Linked DNA regions of Mus musculus: region 1 is linked to region 2. A link is a contact called in public promoter capture Hi-C data. All regions are on one chromosome and are shown on one strand. The core of a region is the stretch at or near the end of the contact, and the rest is flanking DNA. Distances in the headings are between cores, read along the strand shown. Region 1 has its middle 8.1 kb from the start of Fryl. Region 2 overlaps Fryl (FRY like transcription coactivator).

Region 1 (7,176 bases), core at 3,309-5,808, 200 kb after region 2:
TCTGTAGACCAGGCTGGCCCCAAACTCAAGAGATCTGCCTGACTCTACCTCCTGATTGCTGGAATGTGCCATGGGATCTGACAATGAGCACATTTTAAGAGCAAAAATTTAGAACTGACTACTTCAGAATCAATGAGTTTTTAATTGGCTGCATTAATATCAGGGACCTCTGAGTGAGTCTAGAATACTCTTCCCTTTACGTTACTTGATCTAAGATTCCTTTCCACCTGTTCTTTATGCCTATGTGTGGTATATATGTGTGCACAAGTTCATATGCACGCATCTATGTGCAGATCCAGATGCATGTGAGTCCGTGTGAAGGCAGGAAGTGGGGGCTCAATGGAGTTCTTCCTCTATCTCACTGGGCCCAGAACTTTGTGACTTAACTAGATGGGATTTGGATGGGCAGTGAGGCCCAGGGACCCTCCTGTCTCCACCACCTAGATGCTAGGTTTTCAGCTAGGCACCTGGAGGCACCTGGATTTTTACATTAATGTTAAAGATCCTAAGCCAGGTCCTCGGGCTAGCACAAAAATCTTAACACGAAACAAAACGAACAAATAAAGGGTCTCACTGTGTAGCCCTGGCAGACCTGGAACTCAGTGTTAAGACCAGGCTAACCCTCCAACTCATAGATCCATAAGCTTCTGCCTGCTGAGTTCTGAGACTAAAGCTATGAGCCACCACACCCAGCACGAAAAGCACTCTGATTCCTGAGCCATTTCCATGGCCTTTTGACCTTCCTCAAAAGGTAGTTTGGATATTAATATAGTCTTAGCATTTCCCCATAATATTCTTAAGGAGAAAAATTATTTGAAAACTAAGAAAAAAATATTTCCCTATATTTATATTTAAATACTTATAAGGAGAAAACATCATAAATTTTTGCCCTACTGTAAGTATATATGACTGAATCATTTTAATCATACTGTTTGCTACCTGTCAGAATATATGAGAAAAATTAGTGCTTCTTCTGGAGCTGGTGTGTGTGTGTGTGTGTGTGTGTGTGTTTATTTAGGAGCTGGAGGAGGTCAGAAGAAACCCCTTGGATGTATAGAATTGGAATTACAGATGGTTGTAAGCCATCTGTGAGTGCTAGGAACAGCTCCTCTGCGAGCAGCCAGTGCTGCTCTGTGCTGAGCCATCTCCCCTGCAAGAGCCACCAGTGCTCTTCCATGCTGAGCCATCTCCCTAACCCTGGCCTCTGAGGTTTTCCTGAGTAATTCTGGAGTTCCTTCTTTATCTACTGTGCTCCCTAGAGCTCCTCTCCTTCTCTTGGGAAGCCTTGCTGCTCTTAAAAAACACTTTTGAATCCTTAGAGGATTCTGCTGTTCTTTGTGAAGGAGGAAAACAATACACATTTCAATTTTCTTTTTAAGATATTTCTAGAGCCAGCAAGGTGACTCAAAGGATGAGAGCAGGTGCCATGAAAGCTTGAGAGCCTTCGCTTCTACAAACCATGCGAAGAAAGCACGGATGTGGTGGCACAAATCTGTCAGACCTCTACTACGAAGGTGAGTGAAGGTGAGTGGAGAGGCAGAAAGCGGTAACTGAGAACTGGCGGAAGCTTGCAGGCCTCTCTCATATGCAGCAAGGTAGAAACAAGAGACTCTGCCTCCGCAAGGTGTAAGGAGAGAGCCCCCAAGGCTGTCACCCTCTGAGCTCCATGTGTGCACATACCTGCACCCCTCCTCCCTCCCTCTCTCTCTCTCTCTCTCTCTCTCTCTTTTTCACACACACACACACACACACACACACACACACACACACACACACACGAAGTTTAAATAAACAACATCTCAAGCACATGGCATATGCGTTTCCCTTGGACCTTTAATTCCTTAGGTGAATGGCCAATCAATGTCTGTCTATCCTATGTGACAGGGCACAGGTATGACACTGAAGCATGTTGGGGTAATAGCACAGACCAATCAGATATAAGGTCCTCGTGGCGGGATAGTTTATAACGGCTAACCACCTGGTAAAGAAAAACCTCCCAACGCCATGGTAAAGTCTGGAAACATTATATTCTAATCTGGAGTACGTGATGAATACAGATGAGACACCACCACCACTACCACCCCCAAAAACACATCTATTAACTGAGCTGCCTTTACCAACAAAATAACTTTATCTAAAGTACTTTATGGTTGGTTGTTGATATTTGGTCATTTCCCGTCTCTTTTCTCATCACAGAAGGAGTTACATTCTAAAGGCAGCTGCTGGGTGAAAATGTTACTAGAAAGAAGAAGAAATACACCACAGATTCATTAGCTCTCTAGCTGAATATCCGTGGTGGACTCGTCATGTATCTTGGGCGTATCATTTAACTTGGAGAAGCAAAAGGCATCATAGAAAGGCCACCTAGATCCAGTTCAGTCCCTTTTGCCATGAAAGGACCACTGAGTCCAGCACCCAAAGCACACGCAGTAGGTGATTTTTCATTTTTTTTTTAAATTAGCGTACCTGAAAGACTAAATGGCTTGCTTTCCCATGACTAGTTTTTGTGGTTGTTTATTTGTTTTTCTTTTTGGTGGGACTGAGAATTGGCTTTCCAGTCTCTCATAATCAAGACAAGTGCTGTCCCCCCCAACCCTACTTTTGGTGGGGACCCAGTTTTCTGACAGGTTACTCTTGGGCCTACTATCCTTTTCCCTCCAACTCCTTAGGCTGCATGTCCCACGCTTGGTTCCTCTGTCACTGTGCTGATGTTATTAGTACCCACTTAGAAATGACCTTAAAACTTGCTAGACTTCAAGATATATTATCAAGTGTCCTGCAAAGTATGACTTTGTACCTTGGAAGAGCTGGAACACTTTAAAGAAAGCAGGAAGCAATATTCAATATGTTCCCATGTATGGATAAAAGAAGAGTCAATAGAAATATGTATAGGCACTGTATTTCAAGTGCTTGCAACCAGCTCTCAACTTTTTACTTTGAATAGGATTTCATGGATTATCCAAGGAACTAGAAATTATGCTGAGGGTGGGTGGTGGCATAGATAGTTACACGACCAGACACTGATCTCCTTTGTGTGTGTATGTGGCGGCGGGGGGGGGGGGGGTGAGGGGGGGGTGGGGGGGTTGTCTGTTGATAGAGAAGAAGAAAAACAAAGGACAAAAGAAACTCTCTTTAATTAATCCTACCAACTAAGCAAACATAAATGGAACACTGTCTCTGCAACCGAAGCAAGGAGTTGACAACTGAGCAAAGCCACCTGCAAGAGACTTTTGAACACAAGCTACCCAGAGATCCCAAATACTGTTGTCTGGCACAGGGATTGACAAATCCTCCCCTGTAAGATCAGAGTGTAGCTGTACTGAGCTTCTCAGGCTGTACAGTCTCTGTTGCAGCTACACTCGGCTGCTGGAGCACAAACCTGACCAAAAACAATACAGTAGACCAGAACGGAGGGATCTGTTACGATAACATCTTATTGATACTAAAATTAAAATTTCATATGTAATTTCATTTTTATACTATGGGATATTATTATTTTGATCCCCCCCCCCGGCAATACAAAATTTCAAAAAGAATTCCTATTCTTAGCTTATTATCCCTACAAATTTAGGTAATGGAATTCAATAGTTCAAAGGTCACTGCTGGCCACGTAACAAGCTCAGAGACAGCCTGTATGTACTAAAGGAAGCCTGCCTCAAAACAGACAAAACTAACAAAACTAGCCATCTTGGTGACTGAAAAAAAGGGCCTCAGCTCCCATGCTTGCTGCACTCCAGAGGACCCAGGTTCAGTTCCCAGCACCAACACTGGGCCTCTCACAACTATGTGTAACTCCATCCCCAGAGGCTCCAACATCTTCTGGCCTCCATAGGCCACACTCATGTGTACATACCCACAAACGCACAAACACATGCATATATGCATCCTTAAAAAAAAATTCTCTGTTTAGACTTTTTTTGTTTTGGTTTATTTGTTTAGTCAGTACTAGATAAGAAAGGCCCCAGTAGATTGTTATGTGGGAGTGCTCGGTTATCGGGGAGTGACACTACTTGAGAAGGATTAGGAGGTATGGCCATGTTGGAGTTAGTGTGGCCTTGTTGGAGGAGGTGTGTCACTGGAGCCTTGAGTTTTCAGTTAAACCTGGTATCTTTCTCATCCTGCTGCCCGAGGATCTGGATATAGAACCCTCAGCTACTTCCCCAGCTCATGTCTGCCTGCATGCGGCCATATTTCCTGCTGTGATGATAATGGACCAAACCTCAAAAACTTTAGCAAGCCCTGATTAAATGCTTTCTTTTATAAGAGTTGCCTTGGTCATAGCGTCTCTTCACAGCAATAGACCAGTGACCAAGAAGACTGTAGCTCTGGGACTACTGTGCCTCACAAGATAAACATGAGCCCTGTCCTCTCGGAGCTTCTAGTATAATGGTCAGACAGGTATCTAATTACACACATAATAAATGTCCGTGAAAGAGAAGCAGAGGTCTAAACTCTGAATTGTAATCTAGGCCAGGAGGCCAGGAACAGCCTTTCTGAGGAACATGTTGTTGACAGACTGAAACCTGAGACCGTGCTGACGTAGGAAGAAGGGGGGTGGGGGGGACAGGAAGGAAATATCTTAGATGAGAAGTCTAGCACCTGTGGCACATTGGCAGTCCCAGGAGGCCTGTGTGCCTCGAAAATCCACAGTGAAGGGAAGAAGGGCAAGCAGAGAAGCTGTGGCACTGGGTAAACAGATCATATTCAGTGCCCAGCAGATCTTATTCAGAGCTGTAGAAAACCATTTAAAGCAGTAAATCCAAGGTTAGATTTGCAGTGTTGAAAGTCTAACTCTGGGAGTCAGGGGATTGGGGTCGGGGAAGTGGATAGGAGCAAAACACATTGCACAAAATTTCCAAAGAGATCACACACATACACACACACACATGCACACACACACACACACACACACGTTTGAATGGATAAAATGAGTTAGTGTGTGACAAAAGTAATGGCTACAGTGGTCCAATTATCCCACAGACATCTAGACCCTAGACTCTGCACTGTAGTTTCGAAGTCTAGGATCTAGTCGACCAAGATGTTACTATTTTACCTATAACCAGGTACTGTTCTTTTATTGCCTGTTTGTTTTGTATGTGCACGCACCATGTGGGCCACAGTCAAAGGACGTCAGTGAAGTGGCAACTTAAGGGTTCCTTGGAAAGTCAGTTGTGTCGGATGGTGCTTTGCTGGGGCAGACACGGGAAGGAGCGTTTTCCTGACGTGGACACAGGTGAAAGGCTAAAGCAGACTTGTGAAGGAATGTTTCTTTGAAGCAGACACAGGAGAGAGGGTGTTCTGCTAAAGCAAGCACATGAGAGGAGACGTGATGAAGGAATCTGTGCTAATGACATGCATGTATTGGTCTGCCTTACATGCAGCATTGAGCTACATTTGTCAGGACTCCATAGAGAGAAACGCACCAGAAAAACTTTTGGTGGTGTGCTGCAGTTTCTTGTTGCTTCTGCAGACTCGAGCAGATTGGCAGAGTGATGTCAGCTGAGACAGACCCGGGGAGGACATGTGATGTTTGGAGGGAGTGTATAGAGCTAGCTGTACAATGCTTGTTGGTCTCTGATCTTCACTTTGCTGAGAGAGGTAGAGCCAAAAACCTCTCCAGGCATCCCTCCTGGTTCCCCTCCTGCTTACTGAAGCCGACCGAGGCTGAGGCCGGGCTGTCTGTGCAGGTAGTTCCAGTGCTGCTGATTCCTGTTTGCCCCCCCCCCCCACGTAGTCTACCTAACTGGACAGCTGGTGTATCAGTGAAGTGTCTGCGAGTGGATCAAGCTACCTCTGCTAACCTGTGAGATAAACTGCCATCTTCCAGACAACACAGAGAAGAGTTGCTCCAAAGAACCACTTTTAAGCATGTCCACTTTGCCTGTGTCCTTTCTTTTCCACTACCTCTGGTTAAAGCATTTAAGAACCTTTATTTTGGGCTGGTGAGATGGCTCAGCAGGTAAGAGCACCCGACTGCTCTTCCAAAGGTCCTGAGTTCAAATCCCAGCAACCACATGGTGGCTCACAACCATCCCTAACGAGATCTGACTCCCTCTTCTGGTATGTCTGAAGACAGCTACAGTGTACTTACATATAATAAATAAATAAATCTTTAAAAAAAAAAAGAACCTTTATTTTAAAAAGAATAGAAAAAAATTAAAGTTACATGTCAATTATCTCATTTAACCATGTGCAGTCTGAGGACCGAACTCAGGCCATGGCCTTGGTGGTAGGTGCTTTTACTGTCTGAGCATCTTCGGGCCCTCCCAGTATCATGATGACTTAAGTGTACATACAAACTCCCTGACACTTCATACAACTCCACTGAGAGTCATAGGTAGGCACTGCTACCTGCCCTCTAAGGAAGTGAAATTCATATGGCCTGCAAGTCAGTTTGCAGGATTCTGGGAGAGGATAACTAGAAAAGAAAGGTAAGAGTGAGGCAGGAAGGGGAGAAGAGAACAACAGAGATGCACTCTATAGGGCCGGCAGTCTGGCTAGATCCTGGTGGGAAGGCACATTGTTTGCTGGGAATGAGGTCCGGATGCAGCCAGGGCATCTGTAGAAGCTCTTACGAGAGAACTCGTTACAACCCCAATGTACCCAATGTAATATTTAGGGCATATTTATCCTGTAAAGCGTCCCCTGTTTATCTAGAATCAGACTTCACTGGACATCTGCACTTTATCTGACAACCTCAAAGAAGCAAACACTCCTTCCCATCAATCTCCGGGTGCCAGCTGGAGACACCTGGCCTCTTGAGAATTAGAAACTCCGGGTGAATCGAGTACACAAGTCTAAAAGGCCTGCTGGGAGAAGCTAGGAACCACTGGCACAAAATGGAGGATTTCATTCCCCACCTTGGTCTCCAGACTCGCTCTCTTACCCTCAAGACTCACATCCCAGGCTTTCCCTCCTCACAGCAAACTAACAGACGTAAGGCCTAGGGTGAGTGGGTGGGTTTCTCAGAAGAGCGGGGAGCTTGTCCCATCAAATACATCCTTCCAAACAGAGATCAGTGTCTGACGCACACTCAACCTCCCTGGCTATGACTTAGGCACTGATTTAACCAACTCAAATACTCAAGGTGTGGCTCAATTGGTAGAGTGCTCACCGAGCATGGAGAAGACCCTAGGGTGGATCCGGGCACAGCACAAGACCCTAGGGTGGATCCAG
Region 2 (6,880 bases), core at 1,485-3,984:
TCGCATTTGCTTACCTTTGCTATCCGGCTAGCTGTCTCTTTGCAAAACTGAGTTGGGCTGTCAAAATGCTGGATTAGGTGAGGCAGTAAGCAGAGGATGTTAAGAGGAAAGCCTACGGTGGGGGGGAAAAAGCAAACAAGAACCAACTTTATTGCACAATATTTAGAAAGCTAAAAGGCAGGTTTAAATGGTCTACAGAAATTCAGTTTTATGTGGTATCTGATCCTATAAATTTTTACCAGATAATTCATCTAACATGAAAAGTTGTTGTTGTTGTTGTTGATATTTATTATGATGATGATGATGCAGAAATTAGCAATTTCTAGGCCGAGGATGGAGCTCAATGGCTGTATGTCTGCTTAGCATTGGCAGGAAACTAGGTTCAATCTCCAACCCCCCAGGGCACACCCTGAAAAGGTAAGGATAGTAACAGACTCTCAACATCACCTGACACCTGGGACGGATCCACCAGTGTGTGTTTGGAGACGGAAATGAGCTGACTGAGGAGGTGCACGGTCATCTCTTGGGTAGACACTGAGGTAAAGCCCTTAAGGAAGAGCTGCTGAAGGCCGGGGAAGTTACTCCATTTCAACTTGCTCTGTACGTTCTCGATCTTCTCCCGGCTCTCTGACTTATCCAGAGGCAAGTGGGTGAGCAGTTTGCTCAGAAGCCTGAGAGCCAGGAGGTATTCATATTCATAGTCGGATTCTAACAGAGATGTTGCTATCCAAAAGATGGTGGCCATCAGGTTGCTCGGCTCCGTCGGGGGCTGCGTGTCGTACACACCTTTCTCTCTCAGCGAGGAAAGGCTTCGAGTCCTCGCCAAGCTACCACCGTGGTTTATCCGTCCATCCGTTATGTCCAGTGTGTTACTCCGCCGCCGGTCACCTCTGCGGTCACCAACTAGACTTAACCTCAAAGAGTTACTTCTTGTGTCCCCGTTGCATCCCAAATGGCCGCTGCTGTTAATGGGACTTGTGCTTAGATTGAGCTGGCCAGTGCTTTTCCTGTTAGCTGCATACTTGTTTCCCATGACAGGATCGTGGTATGAGGATCTAAAAAACCAAAGAAAGAAAAGAGATGGAGGGGGCTGGGGAGATGGCTCAGTAGTTACGAGCACTGACCACTCTTTCAGAGGTCCCCCGAGTTCAATTCCCAGTAACCACATGGTGGCTCACAGCCATCTGTAATGGGACCTGATGCCCTCTTCTGGTGTGTCTGAAGACAGCTACAGTGTACTTATATAAATAAACCTTTAAAAAAAAATACCTGTGCTATAGGATTTTAAGGCATTCTTTGTGAATAGGGAAGTTCTTTTAAAAAAAAAAGATAAGGATGGATAGATGGATAAGTAGGTAGAAAGATAGATGATAGAACAAAAGAAAGAAAGACAGGAAAAGAAGTCCATTTTGCTACATTAAATTTATTCTTAAAGTCTGAAAAGGTAACTTTTTTATCTGACTTTGTTTCCTGAGATTTCAGTTTTGCCTCAACATAAAAACAAAAAGTGCAACAAGATTTCTTCTGCCAGGGCTGTGTCTTGTGAGCTCAGAAGAGGTTTTTACTACTGGAGTAGTAGCTCAGCCCCGGGTAGAGTATACAAGTTACCTGTAAAGCAGACCCTGTCTGTAGCATGGCTGTCGGACTAGACAATGCTTACATCTCTCCTGCTCCCAATCCCACATTCTCTCCATGCGACCCAAGCATGCAGACTTGTTACCTCTTCTGCATGTCCAACTGATTAAAATTAATTACTTTTATATATGTCCCAAAAGTGTGCAAAAAGATAGGGCAGTAGATAAAACCTATGAAGGAAAGTAAGTACCCTTTTAATAGTTATCAGTAAAATATAAAGGAAAATTAGGAATCCCAAAGATAAATTAATTAGCAAGAGAAGTCGGAAATGCTTAGGGAGGAGGTGACTTTTGACAGGGACTTCAGGGACTAGCTGCTTGAGAGCCACAAGGCAGAGCAAGTGAGAAGTGAGTGGCTCTGGGGAAAGTGGCACTGTGGTAAAGGCAGGTGTCCTGAGGGACCACCCGGGGAGTAACTGCACCCTGCTGTGAGTGACAGCAATGGGGCTTGCTGGTGGATCCTCCTTAGACTGTAAAAAGGTCCTCAATTAGGAACTGGAAGAGAGAGCACTGCCAAGATCAGCTCTAGAACGTTCTGCAAAGTCCTCCCCGAGGGTGGTTCTCACTTGTAAGCATTTTCCATGTTTAACATACACACACACACACACACACACACACACACACACACACACACACACACACATATAATGCACATGTTTCTGTGGATGTCTTCGAATGGCAGAAGAGGGTGTCAGACCTTTTGGGGCTGGAGTTGTGGGGAGGCTGTGGTATGGGAGACTGAATTCAGTTCCCACCTGAGTTGATGGTGAGCCATCTCTTAAGCCCATCTGACTTCTCCCTCCCCCGTCTTTTCTTTTAGATGGGGCCTTTTGTATTCCAGGCTGGTCTTGAGCACTCTATGCAGCCGAGGCTGACCTTCCTTTTCTGACCCACCTCTTCCCAACTTCCAAGTGATGGAATCACAGCCAGGAGCCACTGCACCACGTTTATTCGGTGGTAGGGATCAAACCCAGGGCTTCCCGGGTCCTGCAGGCAGGCCTCCATCTTGCACTATCTGAACTCTTGGGATGTTTACCCACACTACTGATGTTAGACACGCCCACTGCCACCACAGTCACGTTTAGATGCTGGGGGTGGGGCTGGGAGGTGAGCCCAGCATTCAGGGTTGCCTGGTTGTAAGTTCTTACTGAGAGAGGGCAGACAGCAGGTCATAGTGCTTCATGGTTTCAGCCAAGGTATCAATTGCAGATTCCAAGGTGAGAAGCAGTTCAATCACAAATCCCTAGGGGCAAAGGACAGCCTGTCATTAATTACGTTCTGGGTTTTTTGTTGTTGTTGTAGTTGTCATTTTTTTTTTAAATGGCAATGGACTTCCAGGGGAGATTTAAAAATAGACTCAACCTCACATTTGTGTTACACAATAATTAACCTTCTAAGCAACATGACTTTGCTGATTGGTGAGCGCTCCTCAGGCTAATGGCGTGGGCTGATTTTAATGGCATCGTAATTGCCACAAATTGCTCAGGCCACAAGTCTTTGGCACTATCGTTGTTACTATCTCTATATGCATACTGAATCCTGTCATCAAGTCTTGAAATTATCCTTTTAAAATATACCCTAACCCTAACTTCTCTCCCCACACCTCCTGTAGTCAGTCTCTTTGAGTGGAACGTACAACTTCAGCCTGGACTCTTTCAACAGCCTCCTGTTAGACCTCTCCAACTCTACCTGGCCCCTCAACTCCTGCAAAGGAGGCCACCTAGACAGCTCCGAGAGGCCACCCCTCCTCCAAAATAATAAAGCCAATCATATCACATATACTTTCTTTTCTCTTCTCAAAACCTTGGAGAGGCTTCCACTAAGTGAGATGTCGAGTCTATACGGGCTTCTGCCTTCTGAACTGGTTATGTCTGGCCCCTGCCTCTCAGTGTTTGCTAGTTTTTCAAAGACTTATTGTTCGTGCCACAGGGCCTTTGTGCTTCTGACTCCTGGTTTTCTCTCTGAGATGTTCTCAACCTAGATATTCACAGGACCTGGCTCCCTTCAGCCTCTCCTTAGAGATCATCACTTAGGTAATTGTGTGTGGGTTGGATCTCCCTTCTCCATGGCTCTTAAAATCAATACCTTGGTACTTCATGGCATTTACTATTAAGTAAGACTGTGTGGGCTGTTGCTGGTAGATTAAACCCTTCTTTCTACAATTTCCAGAAAGCCAAGACCTTGTCTGGTTTGTCACTGAAGATCCAATGTCAAAAATCAAACAACCCACTGGGCCAGCTGAACAAACAAAAGAGTTCTCCAGTGTCATACCTTACTTATCTTTAAAAATGAAACTCTGTCTCTCTTCCCATTGAAATGTAACATTCTAACACTCCTACCTCTGTGACAATGGAGTGAGATCTAGGTAGGGTGCAGATGTATGTGTTGAAAAAGCTTTTTCTAATAGGCGTAAATTAGGATCTAAATAGGTTCTTAAAGAGTCCGCAGGAGGCTTCACTCTGCTTCCTACTGCTAGGCCTGCTGCTGACTGACATCAGTAATTAACTAGCTGTTGTGTGGATCTGGCTGCAGAGGGTGAATCCTTCACTCCTAGGAGCAGCTGATAACTGCCCAAAAGGAGGGAGTAAAGCACCTTACCTGTGCATCCTCTCCGGGGTCCCCTACAGTCTCCACCAGCCGGGAGAGGACATCGGAGAGTGTGTCTGCAGACAGGGGCTGCTTCAGTGCCCTGAAAATCTGGAAGGATCGCCCAGCATAGTGTCGGGAAGAACACGAAAGGGCCGTCTGCAGGGCCACCTCGCTGAGATGACGCTCCAAGTGTATTCCTTCTGAGAAGACACGGGAGACCATGGGTGCCTGTGTACAACTCGGAGACTTGTAGCCAGACGCTAATCATGTTACCACCAGTGCCCTGCAGAGCACAGTTTAATTATGTACAGTGATTGCACTGTGTTTGCACTGGGGAGAGATCTTTGTTCTGATCTCCAGGGAAGGGATCCTGGGGACCAGGATGTCTTAGGTCTCACCCTCGGACATGCTGACAGTTGGGAACAGGTAGTTTACTGTAAAGAGGGATGTCCTTCCTAGGTAGTGAATAGTATTTAGTAACACCCTAGTTACTTTGCCAACTATACAATGAGGACAAAAATGACTCTAGGCACTGCCAAAGGTAAGGAGGAGCAGAACCTATTCCTAGCAGGCAAGTGCCATGTCTGCATAGAATGCTGCTTTTCCCAAGACTGTCAGAATGTGGTAAATTTTAAATTGCAGAAAACTTGACTTACATACAAAGGATTTTAAAATGTATAATTGCTGTATATTTCCCTTTGAGGCAGCGATTCTCAATCTGTGAGTTATGACCACTTTGGGGGTCACATATTAGATATCTTGCATACCAGGTATTTATGAGTCACAATAGTAGCAAAGCAACAGTTATGAAGTAGCAATAGAAATAATTTTATGGTTGAGGTCACTAAACATGAGGAACTGAATTAAAGGGTTGCAGTATCAGAAAGTCTGAAAACCACTGCTTTAATGTCATTTTTCATAACTCTAAATTGTATTATACAATTTTACAGTCAGCCATGTGACTATGCCATGGGTAGAAATCTTATTTTTAACTACTAGTTTTTCTTTACCAATACATCTGTTACCATTCACATACTAAACAAGAAAATCTTTCTTAAAATGTGTACATAGGAGAATATTAGTTTCCAATCTTCTAGCTGGGCCTCACAGCCATACAGACATTGTATGGAGATCAAATGTGGCGTGGTGTATTCATCAAAGACGGTACCTGCATTTGACTGCTTGAAGACGGAAACCACGTGCTTCAGGAACGTGGCGAGCTGATCAGCACTCTTGATGCTAGGGTTCTTGGAAGAAACGTCCTCATGGTTCCAAAGGGGCCCTCGTTTTCTGAAAACAGGGGACAGCGACATTCATTTGTCTAGAGTTGGCATAAGCTCTTGCCCTTAGCTGCCCCTACTTCGCCTTGACACGTGGGAGATGGCTGAACTCATCAGATCACGGGCTACAACCTACTCCTATTATTTAAGCACATGGACAAGGATGGGCCCACAGCAAATGTTGGGAGACAGGACTGGAGCTCAGAGATGGCCAAAGAAGGTGACAGACTAGCCCGATGAGAGGACTGCTTATAGAAAAGGGAAATTTAAAATTTAGGATTCCTGTGTAGTTTCCTTCAGTGTCATTTTTCCTAGTCCCTAATTACATTTCATAATTTCGTGACTTGATCTCCCACAAAAACTAACCTCCCAATTTCTGGGTAGATATCAGAGGGACATACGCACAGGCAAAACCCATATAAAATGGTTATTTATTGTTTTATGTGTGTTGCACAGGCATGTGTATATATGCAAGACATGCCATCCCTGTGGCCCTTTGAGGTTGGAAGAGGAAGTCAGATCCCCAGGGACTGGAGTTAGCAGAGGGCTGTGAGCAAACCCTGTATCCTCGGCCACTGCGGAGCCAACTCTCCAGCCAACACTTTTATTTTTTTTTAAATATAATTTATAACCATGGGCCTGGTTTTCAAGGCTCTGCAGTGTGAATTTTTGCAGGTTCTCTAGCACTGTGTAGAAATCACTTTTCTGGGCATTACCCATCAGGACTTTGAGAAAACGGTGAGTTTGGCAGTGGTAAAGAAGTTTTGGCTCTCACCATAGGGCATCTATTTATCTATTATGGAATGCAGCAGGCCCTAAAAAAGTATTTGCTGGTTGACTGACTAGACTATTATGACTCCATATAACAGTGTTATCTCTGGCATCTAGTCATATACATACCATATGTATTTTTTTTCAAAAGTCATATATATATATATATACAATATGTATAAGTACAATAAAAACTTGTGTGTTTCAAAGTACAGGGTTTCAGAAAAATCTAAACCTGGCTTGTGCCATTTGACAGAAGCGAAGCTAGCTCGGCCCCAGGGATGCTGGGGATGCCATGGGATGTTGGGGATGCTGGGATGGAGAGAGCCGCCCGGTTACCTTGAGGTAATGAACTCCATGAGGGTTTTGACTTTTCCATCCTGCTCCACTGAGAGGTCCACCTCGCCGAGGAGGGTGGTGTGGAGGTGTGAAATGGCAGCGCTGTTGTTTCCTAAGCTGATACTAGAGGAGGTAGAACTGGAGCTAAGCCCTGAGTCGGTCATAGGGGACGGCTGGTAATCGGGTGTAAAATCGTTAATGCCTGCTGAGAGAGAAAGCCAACCGTGAACACACGCACAACAGGACTATGGGAGTGTGCATAAAACC

What was found. Capture Hi-C pulls out chosen DNA fragments and counts their contacts.
Region 1: a contact with region 2 is called in a promoter capture Hi-C map of pancreatic islet. The contact joins two enhancer-like sites. A contact is called at or near these places in 4 of 115 datasets of contacts at active chromatin or transcription factors (the SCID.adh cell line, embryonic stem cells and neural tube) and 3 of 9 other capture datasets (adipose tissue, liver and pancreatic islet).

The regions. Positions count from the first base shown.
Region 1 is chr5:73,261,098-73,268,273 of GRCm38.p6, forward strand. No RefSeq gene overlaps it. Among named protein-coding and RNA genes, the nearest start is that of Fryl, 8.1 kb to the left of the region's middle. Within about 2 kb of position 4,559, at least 86 of the 459 cell types and tissues checked have an H3K27ac peak or open chromatin away from gene starts, as enhancers often do. A contact at or near this core is called in pancreatic islet, where this site is marked.
Region 2 is chr5:73,064,492-73,071,371 of GRCm38.p6, forward strand. It overlaps Fryl (FRY like transcription coactivator), which reads right to left. Exons shown (of 63, transcript NM_028194.2): 42 at 6,614-6,818; 43 at 5,392-5,513; 44 at 4,233-4,423; 45 at 2,783-2,877; 46 at 448-1,055; 47 at 15-112. Among named protein-coding and RNA genes, the nearest start is that of Slc10a4, 61 kb to the left of the region's middle. Within about 2 kb of position 2,735, at least 7 of the 459 cell types and tissues checked have an H3K27ac peak or open chromatin away from gene starts, as enhancers often do. A contact at or near this core is called in pancreatic islet, where this site is marked.